Regions from separate parts of the Triticum aestivum genome. Here region 2 is linked to region 1. A link is a contact called in public Hi-C data. All regions are on one chromosome and are shown on one strand. The core of a region is the stretch at or near the end of the contact, and the rest is flanking DNA. Distances in the headings are between cores, read along the strand shown.

What was found. Hi-C and Micro-C count contacts between places; a contact is called where the count stands out from the background.
Region 2: a contact with region 1 is called in a Hi-C map of leaf, with 4 times the contacts expected there. The contact joins the promoter of LOC123165306 here to the promoter of LOC123170175 in region 1. A contact is called at or near these places in 3 of 5 Hi-C or Micro-C datasets (leaf and root) and 1 of 1 datasets of contacts at active chromatin or transcription factors (leaf).

The regions. Positions count from the first base shown.
Region 1 is chr7D:590,290,377-590,297,655 of IWGSC CS RefSeq v2.1, forward strand. It overlaps LOC123170175, which reads right to left and starts at 3,893. Exons shown (of 4, transcript XR_006485072.1): 1 at 3,725-3,893; 2 at 3,593-3,653; 3 at 1,477-1,632; 4 at 618-1,349. It overlaps LOC123171796 (small nucleolar RNA U3), which reads left to right and starts at 4,043; the gene lies at 4,043-4,261. It also overlaps the pseudogene LOC123171799 and the pseudogene LOC123166747.
Region 2 is chr7D:590,645,588-590,652,866 of IWGSC CS RefSeq v2.1, forward strand. LOC123165306 (histone H2B.3-like) reads right to left here and starts at 4,231. Exons shown (of 1, transcript XM_044582934.1): 1 at 3,595-4,231. The coding sequence starts at 4,143. The coding sequence ends at 3,715.

The sequences.
Region 1 (7,279 bases), core at 2,643-5,142:
GGGCTCTGTTTATTCTCCAGCGCAACTTCACGGGCCGACCCACGAGGCCTTCTCGTCTCCCACCGGAAGCGCTGCGCTGCAGCGTTGCTTGCCACACATTAGTCACACCTCGGAAGTTTACAGGGAGTAGAACCAGTTTATAAGGCGGGGTGCTGCAAATGATAGCATGACCTTACTTGAACAGGATCTGTTCTATAGGCTCATACCGCTGCATCCTTTAGAGGCAAGCACTTCAGTCTGGATGCGCTCTGACAAGTGGGCCAGAGCGTGATTATCGGCCAGGAATGCATCTGATGGATGGATTCGACGGCTGTAGATGATCGTTCCTGCCAGGGTGGCCTAGTGGTAGTGGTTGTCTGACAGACACAAAAAAATCTTTTTATTTTTTTTGCCTACAGAATTTCCTTCTATGTATTATCAGAAATAATCTGCAGTTATATTTTCGAACTTCTTTAGCCACATAATGTATTTATCCAGTGGTTGTCTAACAGACACAAAAAAATCTTTTTATTTTTTTTGCCTACAGAATTTCCTTCTATGTATTATCAGAAATAATCTGCAGTTATATTTTCGAACTTCTTTAGCCACATAATGTATTTATCCAGTGGTTGTCTGACAGACACAAAAAATTCTTTTTATTTTTTTTGCCTACAGAATTTCCTTCTATGTATTATCAGAAATAATCTGCAGTTATATTTTCGAACTTCTTTAGCCACATAATGTATTTATATAGTCATACATCTGAATCATTTTTGAGCTTCTCCTACCACATAATCTATTTGCAATCATATAGCTGAACATATCAGTGATTCACTTCGTGATACAGCAAGGACTGTCGGTAGAGCCAGACAAGTGGTTCATGAATCATGATACAGCAAGAACAGTCAGTACAGCCAGGTTCCTTCTACTCCCTCCATTCCTAAATATAAGTCTTTGTAGACATTTCACTATGAACCACATACGGATGTATATAGATGCATTTTAAGTGTAGATTCATTCATTTTACTCCGTATATAGTCCACCTGGTGGAATCACTAGAAAGACTTATATTTAGGAACGGAGGGAGTATATATCATAGACTTAAAGATGTGTGTTGAGTGTGATAGTTGCCCCAGAAAAATAAAACACAGCGAGTTTAACCATCACACTGACATCATTATCTCTTTGCACGACAGACTCTCAAGAAACCCGGCGAACTGGCTTACAGCACCCACCATCATCAGTATTACATATGAATATACGATACCACCATCGGCGCGGTCGACGCCAAACTTTGTTTGAGCATTCACCACTTCCTCCTCCTCCATCACCTCATCACTCCCACCGTCGTCAAGGTTCAGATATACCATCTGCATTTCAAGGTTTGTGATCAGTCGGTCCAAAATAGTCCTAGTACAGGTCTTTCCTGAAGAATGACGCAATCATGCAGCAGCAGTATACTTAATGGTTTATCTAAACTGATAAAATGGCACTCACATCCAAATGCAACTTCACCAGTCGGGGCGCAACATCCAAGCAGCGGGCAAGTTGAAGAATTCCATTATGGGCATTTGGTTGTCCAGAGAAGACAATTAATTGACAAGTCATATGGCTCAAATGCATAAACGTGCCATGTGGTGGTGTTGTCAGATTCTGCAACTCAAACATGACAAGGGCAAATAAGATGAGTTTAAAACCCAGTTTCAATCAAGAACTATAATGTACGCAAGCAAGAATGAATGAATAAATAAATACACCAGGTAACCTGCTCATATCCATGTATATAAGCTTGCACAATTAGTATCTTCACTGGCAAAATGCTTGGAACTAAAGTGAATACAGGGGCCAGTCCATTGCTGCCTCTGAACATTATCGTAGCCTTCTCTAATTTGGAGCACCCATGAAGTACTATAGGGATCTCTTGTCCTTCCTACTAAAAATGAGCAAAGATCGGCAGCATGAAACTCAACCATCTCAACATTCATTCTGTCAATTAGTAAATGTCGAAGTTTGTCAAGTTAGCGTGGTATACTTAATCCATATATACCTGAGTGTGGCTTTATAGAAACAGCAGCGAGAAACAAGAACTACACACAAGATCTGCCTTGAACACCCAAGGCCTCAAGACGAAAGTGATGAACATGAACTTCTTCGGATGGCGAATAAGTATCTTCGGGTCAAAAGATATGATCTTTGCTTTGTTTTTGATGAAGCAGCAAAGCCAATCCAGCTGTCAAGATGATCAAAGTCCTCTTTGTGCAAGCCACACCTGATGCATAACTTATCAATACCTATCACACTATGCCTCAAGGAACTTAGCTCGTTTTATTTGAGAAAATCATCAATGGATTGTTCATCAGTGTGATAATCCAGATCACTGGGGCCATAAAAACACAGATTACAGTGGAACGTCCAGAGCATTTTCCAACTTCAACAGGTTGAATCTCCTGTGACAAGAAAGAGCCTGAATTTTTAGTCGGGCTGAACTTTAACTAAAACTAACTGGTAGGCAAGCGATAGCCACTAATCACTCAAATCAAAACACACAATGACCTGAAACTACGTGCAAGAGAAATCAGACCAGATGCAGATTGCAACTTTTTCTAGTGTAGTTTCAATGGGTGTTTTGTAGTGGTGCCAAGTACACGTGGAGTGTAGTCTATTGTTCATTTCGGTGCAATCCTGTTACTACTTTCACTTTATCATTAATGTACTTCTTGGATTTTGCAACTTAGCAGTAGGGGTTGCGTGCCCGACCTTGTTCATTTGGGCTATCTGGGAAACGAGGAATGAAGCATGTTTTTGAGGTACTCTTCCAAGGGATCCTACTATGAATCCATGAGCTGGCTTCTTGAAGAACCAACACAGGAAGCACATTCAGCGGGCGGCCCGGCAAGCTGTCCCCGGTGGCGTCTGAAGATTTCTCTAGCCAGCACGGCTGCAGTAGGCCGGTGGTCAGAAGACCGGAAGCAGGCTGAGGGCGTCACCGCGTCAGGATGTATGTATGTCATGTCTGCACTGTCCTGATGAAGCCTTTAGTTTGCTAGTTTTCTTGGTGTCAATTTTTTTTTGGCCGTGCGTCTGGCGTTGTCAGTTCACGGCTTGTGCAGTCTGATTTGAATAATAAAACCCGAATGTGGTGTTACCGTCTTACCGAAGCCGAAACGATTTCAGTAACAAAATTAGGTGGCAGTTGCGCCTTTTATCCAAAGAAGAAGTCTGTGGTGTAGAGGCTCATTCGGCAGCAAGTAACTCTAACGATTTTCCTTTCTCCAACAACTCAAGCAAGTCTAGCAAACAACTTGAGCAATAAGCCTTAAAAGTGAGGCTCACTGAAAAAGTAAAAGACATGGATTGGACCATAATCTAAGCTCCATGCCCCTGCCCCAGGCAACAAACCCCATAAAACACAATTATTTTTAATTTATTACTTTTCCCGAGAGGTACAGATCCGTGGGGAACGCCACAGGAATCACATCAAGGACTAATTTTCACGCACTGATTGGAATGGATCCTCAGGGTAACAGTGAAATGCTTGAGCAAATATTTTTTTCCCCCTGCTGTGGTTCAAGGAGAAGAAAGAGAAAAGAGGGACTCGCGGAATGGTGGTTACCCTGAAAGGAAGGCTCGTCGCCGACGCCGTGGCGGTGCTCCGCCCCTGCGGCGTCCGTGGGCTGCAGGGAGGGAGGAGCGGCGGGTTAAGGGGGAAGGATCTCGCAGTCGATCGATCTGCTTGCTTGCTGACCTAGAGGAGGGAGCGGGAGGAGGAGGAGAGCTACTTCGCCGTCATCTTCTCCTGCTCCGGCCATTGCTGCTGTAAGATCGGCGGAGCTCCGTGGAGCAGTTAGTGAAGTCGAAAAAGGAAAGCAATGGGAGAGACAGATGGGCTGGATTCCGTTTATTCTCCAGCCCAACTTTACGGGCCGAGGCCCACACGAGCCCTTCTCATCCCTCGCCAGGGGGAGGCGCTGCGCTGCAGCGTTACATCCCAGACATTAGTCCCACCTCGGAAGTTTACAGGGAGCGGAACCGGTTTATAAGGCGCGGCGCTGCGAAACATTGCACGACCTTACTTGAACAGGATCTGTTCTATAGGCTCGTACCGCTGCATCCTTTACCAATAAGGAGGCAAGCACTTCAGTCTGGTTGATGCATTCTGACCACTGGGCCCGAGCGTGATTAACGGCCAGATCCATCTGATGGATGGATCCGACGGCTGTAGAGGATCGTTCCTGCCTGGCTTAGACCTGTGCAGGGTGGCCCGGTGGTTGTCTGACAGACATAAAAATCTTTTTTTTCCCACATTATTTTCTTTCTTGTGTACAACATTTTTCTTCTTACCAACGTAGTCACCTTCAAAACCATCTACAAATAATCTGCAGTTTCATTTTCGAACTTCTTTACCCACGTAATCTAGCTCATTTTCCTTACAGAATCTATGTTTTGAAGCACCTACAAACAATCTGCAGTTATGTATTTTTAACTTCTTTAGCCGCATAATCTATTTGTAGTCAGAGGGTGTTTGTAGTCACAAATCTGATTCATTTTTTAGCTTCTCCAACCACAGAATCTTTTTGCAATCACACAGCTCAGATTCACTTTTTGCAACGGCAGTCAGTACAGCCAGACAAATGGTTCACCAGTGCTCCTTCTATATATCAGACTTAAGATGCGTGTTTAGTGTGATCCTTGCCCCAGAAGAATAAAACACAGCCAGTTTAACCATCACATTGACATCATTATCTCTTTGCACGACAGGCTCTCAAGAACCCAGCGAACTGGCTTACGGGACCCGCCATCATCAGTATTACATGATGCCTCCATCGGCACTCGATTGACCCCAATCGACCCCAAACTTTGTTTGAGCATTCATCACTCAAGTTCTTTCAGCAGTCAGTAGTAGCTTCAGCGGCACCTGACAGGGACAAATAGACCTCTTGTAAGCAAGAAGAAAAAAGAAAAAAAAAAGATGGCATGGTCACAGCACATAGTACACAGATGGGGACAGTCAAAGGATCGGCTTACTCACTCACTGTGAAGGGGCACCTGAGACTCTGATCACCTTATATGGAAGCGCTCCGAGGTAGCTGTGCCCATCTGCTGACCTCCCGGGCAGCACACCCGACGCCATGATCCTGGATGGGAAACATACTGGCCGCAACCCTTGGCTGTAAGATACAGCACCCCAGCTTGACCTGAGCAATGTAGCACCGAAACACGCTCATGTGGACCGTCTTGAGATGATCATGGTGACGCATATGGGAGCCTTCCATCACTCCCAACGTCGTCAAGGTTCAGATATACCATCTACATTTCAAAGTTTGCGATCAATCGGAGCAAGTAGTCCAAGCACAGGTCTTTCCTGTAGAATGATGCAATCATGCAGCATCATTATACTTGAGATCCATGTATTTGTTTATCTAAACTAATAAAATGGCACTCACATCCAAATGCAACGTCTCCAGTCGGGGTGCAACACCCAAGCAGCGGGCAAGCTGAAGAACTTCATTATCAACATTTGGCTGTCTAGAGAAGACACTTAATTGGACAACTCAGATGCCTGGAATGCATAAACATGCCATGTGGTTTCGTTGTCAGCTTCTGCAACTGAAACATGACAAGGACAAATAACATGACACTAAAACCAGTTTCAGGACTATAATGTACGCAAACAAGAATGAATAAATAAATAAACACCAGCTAACCTATTCATATCCATGCATATAAGATTGCACATTTAGTATCATCACTGGCAAAATGATTGGAACTAATTGTAGCCTTCGCTGCCAGAAACAGTGAGTGAATACACAGGCCAGTCCTTTGCTGCCTTTAAACATTACTGTAGCCTTCACTAATTTTGAGCAACCATGAAGTGTTTAGGAATCTCGTCTTTCGTACTCAAAATGAGCAAGATCAGCAACATGAAACTCAACCATCTCGACATTCATTCTGTCAATTAGTAAATGTTGAAGCTCGTCAAGTTGGTGTGGTATGCTTAAATTAGTTACTCCCTCAAACCCATATAATTTGTCACTGCTTTAGTACAACTTTCCTAGCAAGCCTGGAAAGTTTGCTCGTCAACCATCTCGACACCAAATTACTCTGTGATCTCTATGTCCTCAAGTGCCGAACAGTTTGCTAGCAAGCCTGGAAAGTCTTCAGATATCTGAACACATTCCAGATTAAGTCTTCTGAATATTGTAAAGCCACATATACCGGGTGTGGCTTTATAGAAACAGCAGCGAGAGACAAGGACTGCACAGAAGAGCTGCCTTGAACACCCAAGGCCTCAAGAGGAAAGTGATGAACTTCTTCGGATGGCGAATAAGTTTTCTTCAGACCAAAAGCTATGATCTTTGTTTTCGATGAAGCGGCAAAGTGAATCCACCTGTCAAGATTATAAAAGTCCTCTTTGTGCAAGCCACAACTGATGCAGAACTTATCGATCCCTATCCCACTATGCCACTGAATAGGCCAATTTACAGCCTTAATGAACTTAGGTCGTTTTATTTTGAGAAGATCATCAATGGATCATTCATCAGTTGTAAATCCAGATCACTTGGGCCATAAAAACACAGATTACAGTGGAATGTCCAGAGCATTTTCCAACTCATCGAAACAATGCTTGTCCTCACAGCCTCTTCAAGTGGAAGCAGTGACATCACAACAGGTTGAAACTCATGTGACAGCAAAGGGCCTGGATATTTAGTCAGGTTCAATTTTAACTAAAACTAACTGGTAGACGAGTAATAGCCACTAATTACTCAAATCAAAACACACAATGACCTGAAAGTGCACAAAAGAGAAATCAAACCAGATGCAAATTGTAACTTTTTGCAGTGTAGTTTCAATGGGTGTTTTGCAGTCTTCTTTGCAACAATTTAGTGGTGCCAAGTACACATGGAGTGCAGTCTATTGTCCATTTCGGCGTAATTCTGTTACTGCTTTCACTTATCGTTAATGTACCTCTTGGATTTTTGCAATTTGGCAGTAGGGGTTGCGTGCCTGACCTTGTCCATTTGGGCTATTTGGAAAACGGGGAATGAAGCATGTTTTTGAGGTATTCTTCCTAGGGGTCCTACTACTGTGGCTTTTCCAATCTGTCTGACCGATGAAATTATGAGCTGGCTTCCAGAAGAACGAACACAAGAAACACATTCGACAAAGGAAAATCGTTGAATTACTTCCTGTAGTAGGCCGGTGGTCAGAAGACCGGAAGAAAGGTGCCAGTCTGTGGTGTCCTGATGAAGCCTTTAGTTTTGCTACTAGTTTTCTCAGTGTCAATTCTTAGTTGTGCTTC
Region 2 (7,279 bases), core at 2,981-5,480, 360 kb after region 1:
ATCTGTACCGCGTGAGATAAAAGGGAAAGCAAAAACTTTGCCTGGCGCGATGCCAGGAATCGAACTGGCGACCAAACGATTGCGACCGCGTGATACTTGCCACTCCAGCTGACTACCATTTAGAAAAGAATAACATCGCGTATCTAAAAGAACTTAGGACGCCCGTACAACCAGACAAATCTACTAATACGAGCAGGAAATAGTTACTGTAGCGAACATCTTAAAAACAAAATGTACTTTTTTTAACTGTACAAGCAGGAATTTTTTTGCATATGCCCAAAAATTTTGAATCACAGAAAGTATTTTTGAAAAAGTAAATCATCTTTTGTAAGTTGTGAACAAATTATGAAATTCCAAACAAAATTTTAAAGCACGAACATTTTTAAATTTTCGAATAAAATGTTTAAAAAATGGAACGTTTCAAGAAATTCCAAGAAAAAATTGAAACCACGAACATTTTTTGAATTTCTGAACAGAAAATAAAAAATAGAACATTTGAAGACATATATAACAAAATTTTTAAACCGCAAACATTTCTTGAAATTCTTGAACACTTTTCCAAATGCGAACATTTTTTGCATTTTAGAAAAAAAATTAAAATTTCTGAACAAAAAATTGAAACGTGAACATTTTTTGAAAACGCAAACAATTTTTTGGAAAGCATGAATTTTTTAAAAAAATTGGGAATTAAAATGTAAAATTCCAAAACAAATGAAAATTTGAAAACACGAACATTTTTTGAAAATGACGAACAAATGTTGAAAGACCGACCAGTTTTTGAAAAGAACGAAAGTTTTTTTGAACATGTGAACAAAAAATATTTGAACTCCCAAACAATTTTTTGAAATATTGAACATTGAACTTAAATGTGTGAACAAATTTTAAAAATGGGAACGTTTTACGAAACTCACGAAAAAAAATCAAACACAAACATTTTTTTGAAAAATGCGAACAAATTTTTAATTGAAACATTTAATGAAACTCACGAATAAAAATTGAAAAATAGAATCATTTTTCTTAAATTTGCGAACAAATTTGCAAAGTTGTGAAATTTTGAAAAAAAACATAAAAAGAGAAACAGAAACTAAAAAAGGAAAAGAAACAGAAAAGTAAAAAAAAAGAGAAAAAAATCGAAAGCCAAAAAGAACTTGAAAAAAAGGATACAGGAAAAAACCAGGTTCAGCCCAAAACCGGTTGGCCGCACTACCTATAAGTGGGCCGGCCCATGTCTGTGGCTCGCTGCGCTGCTCTGTGCGATTGCTCGACAGTTCGCCGCAGTGAGCGGCGAATAGGATATTTCATAGAAGGCGTCAAATAGAAGCTCCCTTCCTCATGGGCATATTTGAGGCATGGGTGCTTTAAGCAAGAGCGGGCCTGGCACAATCTCTCGTACATGAAGTTAATCATCCCGATCCCGCGTAATGTCGCCGCCATAGGGCCCGCTAGCAAAGCGTGAGCATGCATCAAGGAAGGTGGCGGCTGTGCACTTCATTTCGGTGGAGGTCGACTTGATGGTTCACAGAGGCATGAGGGCAGTCGCGTTGCTCGGCACACCTAGGTGTGGCGGGGAAGGTGGAGTTGGCAAGTGTGACAGCGTCCTATGTTGGACGCCATGTTGTGCAGCGCACATGAATGCTCGGAGCTTGGGCGGCGAGGTTGGTTGTGGGTTGTGAGGGGCATATATGTCGTGCAACGGATGTTGAGGTGTGCGTGACCAATGGGTGCGTACACTCCGGGTTGGAGGTGGCGTGACGTTGTCTGTTCTGTCTACTTCGGTTGTGTGGGCAGTGGGACAACGAGCGGGGCCAAGGTGTTGGGGCGTTCATGCTTGGATCTTCGAGCCTGGGTGGCGGCGAGCGGTGGTCGGGGGTGGCGGCTATTGCCAAGGCGCATCTCACATCCGGTCGGATCTGGACCATGCAGGCTTGCGGTCGCTGCTCTGTTGACGGTACGGCTGGTGTTTTGTTGGCCGTGGTGCGGCACGGTCGTGCGGTGTGGTGTTGCTTGTGTTGTTGGCACAATGGTGTTGTGGTCTCGACAGGGTCCATGTGGTGCCGACATCGACTCGAGGGTTCCTCCTTGATGATATCCTGCTTAGTTCGGTGTGGTCTGCCACTAATGAATACAAACGGAGCCACGACTTAGTCTTGCAGGTTTGTAGTAGCTCGCCCCATACACAAGGTGTGTTAAGGTGACGAGGAATAACGTTTTGGGGGAAAGCTTTGATCGACGAGGGTCGTTACTGGCGATGATTAGAGGCATTATTGAAGGGTACTTTTTCAATGTTGGTACGTGCCTGTCGAAGTGGTGGCAGCGTTGGAGGTTGTTGATATGGCAAAAACGTTGTGGTTGATGATGGTCGATGCGGACGATGACATCGTCCATGGGCGTCGTTTTCCTTCTTGAAGCCACTCTAAAGATCTTGCTCTCAATCACTCTGGGCCGTGGTCGTCTTAAGTGGTGGTGGTGGTCGGTTTAGGTCGTTATCAGTGTTGTGTGTTTTTCTTCTTTCTTTTTTCTTATATATGATGTGGTTTTGCCAACCATTTTGCAAAAAAAAAAAAAAAAAAATCGCTTTCTCTATATATAAGAAATACGCAGGAGCACCCAGCCCCATAAGAAAATGATTATCTACCTGCAGAAAGAACTGAAAGTCCTGAACAACTTGACACTAGAATTGCTCAAAACCTAGCCCTGACGATAAAAACACGATTTTAGGCGTTTTAGGCGATCCTGGCAGTTGAGCCAGCAGAAGGAAGGGCTGAAGCAAGGACTGCCATCCTCTGACAGGGAACAGCTTAGCCTAATTAGGAGGAGGCGAACCTATATTTATATCTGAAGAAATCGACACTCTCGTCAGACGCCACCTCACCTCTGCCTCGAGCCCCAGCCGCCGCGCCACCACCATGTACATGTACTCGTCTGCTACAGCCTCCCCTCCACACGGCCAATAGCCTCGTTAACCCATAGTCAAAATGTGTTGAGAAATGGAACAGAGAAACATCCACTCAAGTTATGAGCCGTTGTCTGCAGAGATTTACACACGGCCATACTACCGAGTCAGAACAACAGATGCCTAAACAGCAGACGGACACGCCCTTTGTGCCTGCAACGAGCAGACCGTAACGTTTTAGGCGATCCTGGCATGGCAGTTGAGCAGCGAGCAGAAGGAAGGGCTGAAGCAAGGACGGCCATCCTATGACTGAAACTGGGTCTATCTCCGAAGAAATCGACACTTTCGTCAGTTAACTGGAACAGGGTCCTGACGCTGCCTCAAGCCCCCGGCGCCATCACCATGTACATGTACTCGACCACCACAGCCTCCCCTCCTCATGCCGAAGGCACAATCAGCCTCTAAAACCGATAGCTGAAAACTGAAATTAAGAAACAGACAGAGAAACATCTTTGCAAATTCAGAATCGTTGTCAGCAGAGTATTACAGAGGCCATGCTCACAAATCTGAACATAAGTTGCATAGCATAAAAGAAGTTGGAGATTCAGAACTCACACAAACAAGATCATAGCAGGAACCATGACACAGATCAAGTGAAGCGACGGGGACAAGAACTGAACATGATACATAACCATGACACAGATCAAAGAAGCACCATTACCATTTCATGAGGTAATGAAACAGTGTGTTCCCACAGAACCAACGCAAGTTACAAGACGACATGGTCTAAACAGGTGACTGTTACAGAGAACCATCGTGGTCTAGGAGGAGGTGAACTTGGTGACGGCCTTGGTGCCCTCGGACACTGCGTGCTTGGCGAGCTCGCCGGGGAGGACGAGGCGTACGGAGGTCTGGATCTCCCTGGACGTGATGGTTGGCTTCTTGTTGTAGCGGGCGAGCTTGGCGGACTCGCCGGCGAGCTTCTCGAAGATGTCGTTGATGAAGGAGTTCATGATGGACATGGCCTTGGAGGAGATGCCGATGTCCGGGTGCACCTGCTTCAGCACCTTGAAGATGTAGATCTTGTACGTCTCCACGCTCTTCTTGGCCTTCTTCTTCTTCTTGTCAGCGCCGCCCTCCTTGGACTTCGGGGGCCGCTTCTCGGCCTTGGGCTTCTTCCCGGCCGTGGTCTTCTCGGCCGCCGGGGTCTTCTCCGCGGCAGCCGGCTTCTTCTCCGCCTTGGGGGCCATTGGACGCTGCTGCTTCGCCGGGGAGAGGTGCTGTGTTTCGCCGGAAGGTGCTGGTGGGGAATGGATTGGTGGTTGGTGATGAGATGGGGAGGGTGCGGCGACTTTATTTATGCAGAGGAAGAAGGTGCGCTCTGATTGGAGGAGGGGTAGGTGCCCCGGATCGGTGACGTCAGGTGATCGATCGAGAGATATCAGCCGCTAGCTGCTGCTTCTGATGGACGGCCCTGATGAGCTTCGGCGCGGATCGATGACATGGCCAAAAGTTGGGCGGGGAGATCAAACTCTCTTCGTAGCGGGAATTTTGGGTGTGACTGTTTTCCATCCATCTGCCATCTCAGCTGACGAAGAGCAAAGCATGTTCCTGGCTTCACATTATCAGAAGTCATACCGGAGCAAATCAAAATCAACGAAATAAGACGCAATGACAATATGGTATGAGAGCATCCGTAATCGTATATTCCTCAAACCTCCCGAATAGGTACAGGCGGACGGATCATAAAATCGGCACCCAACCGGCCAACTGGAACCCTCAAACCTAGCCCAGACGGCTGGATTGTTCGGCACCCCTCATACTCAGCACAGATGTGGGCCGGATATGGGACACCCAGACACGTCTGCCACATCAAACTGACGGGCGGGACCCGAGGAAACCCATCAGATCGTAGGGTTTCGCCGCTCCGGCAAACTGCCCGAGGGGCCAAACCCGGCTCTTTAAGCCGCTCCAGCGAGGGTTAAACCCTGGTTGCCCCCATTTCTCCCTCTCCATGCTCCAAGTACAATCTACACCGATTTGTCTACTTCCGCTGCTACTCGGACTCGGTAACGATCGTGATCCAAACCGTTTATGCATCTTCATATTGTTCCTGGGTGACCGTACGGCGATTTTTTTCTACTACGTTTTCTAACAAAAATGTATTATGTGCAGGCAAAGCATGATCCTTTTGGTATATTACTAGATCAACAGGTAGAATGTCACGAGCATTGATTGCCCATCTTTTCATTATATGGTTTCCGGTTATGTCAGAAATATCCGAAGAAGTCATGACCTGGCAGCAGATTATAGATATAAAATAAAAAATAATTAAACTTACGGACTAAACATATGCACATAGACATTCCATATAACAGACATTTAGTATATGAGCGCAAAGAAGACCCATATGTTCATACTGGGCACATTCAAAAGTGTAATTTTGGAAAATCATTAGCAGTTGACATTGTGTAAGGAGGGCGGCACCACTTCTCTCGTTGCACAAGTTTCCTATGAATTGTCTTGTACTGTTTGTTTGGATTGATAGCCTCAACATGATAATCTCTGGATTCATATATGTGATTTTGAAACATCTCAAACATTTTGCGTGTATATATTTTGCTAGCATGTCTCTCAAGTGGATTATTAGCTTTTGGTATAAAACAGGTTGGAGGGCTGGTGAGGAATCGGCGGCGAGGGCGCGGAGGATTTCTAGGAGGGGAGAGGCTGTCTCTGATTGGTGGAGGGGTGCGTGCCACGGATCGGTGGCCTTGACTGATTTGACACGATCTCAGACGTTCGCCGCTGTGCGCGATGGACGACCCACGGGCAATTCCTATTTGGCGCTGCAGGCGCCGGTTTATACTGTTTTTGCTAACCCGCGTCTACAGGAGCTACTCGCGGGCCGGCCCATATTTCATTTTTTTCCTGTTTTCGAAATTCTAAAGAAAACTGCAAAATCTCCTCACGAGTTAGGATTCGAACCCTGCACCGCAGGTTATCAGGGCTAGAGGAGTAACCAATCCGACAACCTCACTAGCTGTGATAAGATACACGTTTTATATCCATTTCTTCCTTCCTCTTTGTCCTTTTTTTCTCTATCCTTTTCTTCTTTCTTTTTTTCCAAATTCGTATTTGGTTTCTTCAAATGGATGAACTCGTGTTTCGAAATCCATGAACTGATTGTTTTGAAACTCGTGAACCTTTTTCAAAATTGATGAACTTATTTTTCATTTTTTTGAACTTTTCTCAAAATCGATGAACTTTTTTTCAATACCGATGAACTTTTCATCAAAATTGGTAAACTTTTTCCAAATCCGATGAACTTTTTTCAAATTGATGAATTTTTTCCCAAATTAGATGAACTTTTTTCAAATCAATGAACTTTTTTTCAAATCGATGAACTTCTTTTGAATTTGTGAACTTTATTTTGAATACATGAACTTTTTCGTTTTTGGTGAACTATTTTTTAAATACGGGAACTTTTTTTTGATGATCATGAACTTCATGTACACATGTTTTCAAATAATTGGAGAATCTAAACTCTACAGTGTAATGCGAAATTAATAGTGCGTCTACGTTTCTCTTCTTAAGAATGTTCGCGCCGTGTAGTATCACTGGCATTTAGCTGGTGGAATGGTTAGCATCGCTGTTTCTAAGCGCGAGGGCGCGAGATTGATGTAGATCGAGTGCTGTTTTTCGGCCAACGCAGCGCGATTTGTGGGCCGGCCCATCCAGCCGCTGCTGCAGGCGCCAGTTTGCTTGCGCGGCACAGAAGGCGCGCAATAGGAGGTCCCCGACCCACATGCGCCTCGGCACGGATCGCTGAGGTGGCGGAAAGATGGGCCGGGGGGAGCAGACGGGTTTCGTCCCACACGCGCGTATGTACCGACCGGTTGGACTTTCTCCGTGGCGGGAATTTTGAGTTCGATTTTTTTTTCCATCGACATTTTGCTCTCTTTTGCGGGGACAGACTTTGTATTTCTCGACCAGCAGGGCTACACTTCTCGTTTCAATGTTTCACAACCATATATCTGGTCCTGATCTTAGCCAAATGACATACTTCCTCCGTTCCTAAATATTTTTGTTTTTAGAGATTTCAAATGAACTACCACATACGGATGTATATAGACATATTTTAAAGTGTAGATTCATTCATTTTGCTCCGTATATAGTCATTTGTCGAAATCTCTAGAAAGTCAAATATTTTGAAACGGGGGAGTACCTTTTTACATATGTCAAAGTTTGCCAACAGGTGGCTTGTATTATTTTCAGACCGACGCACATGAGTAATATAAACATTCCGTTCTTTCGACTTCAGTGTATTTCATTCACCATAAAGGTGTATCTTGATCTTTCTGCGACACTAGCCTTCAAAAGATTAAC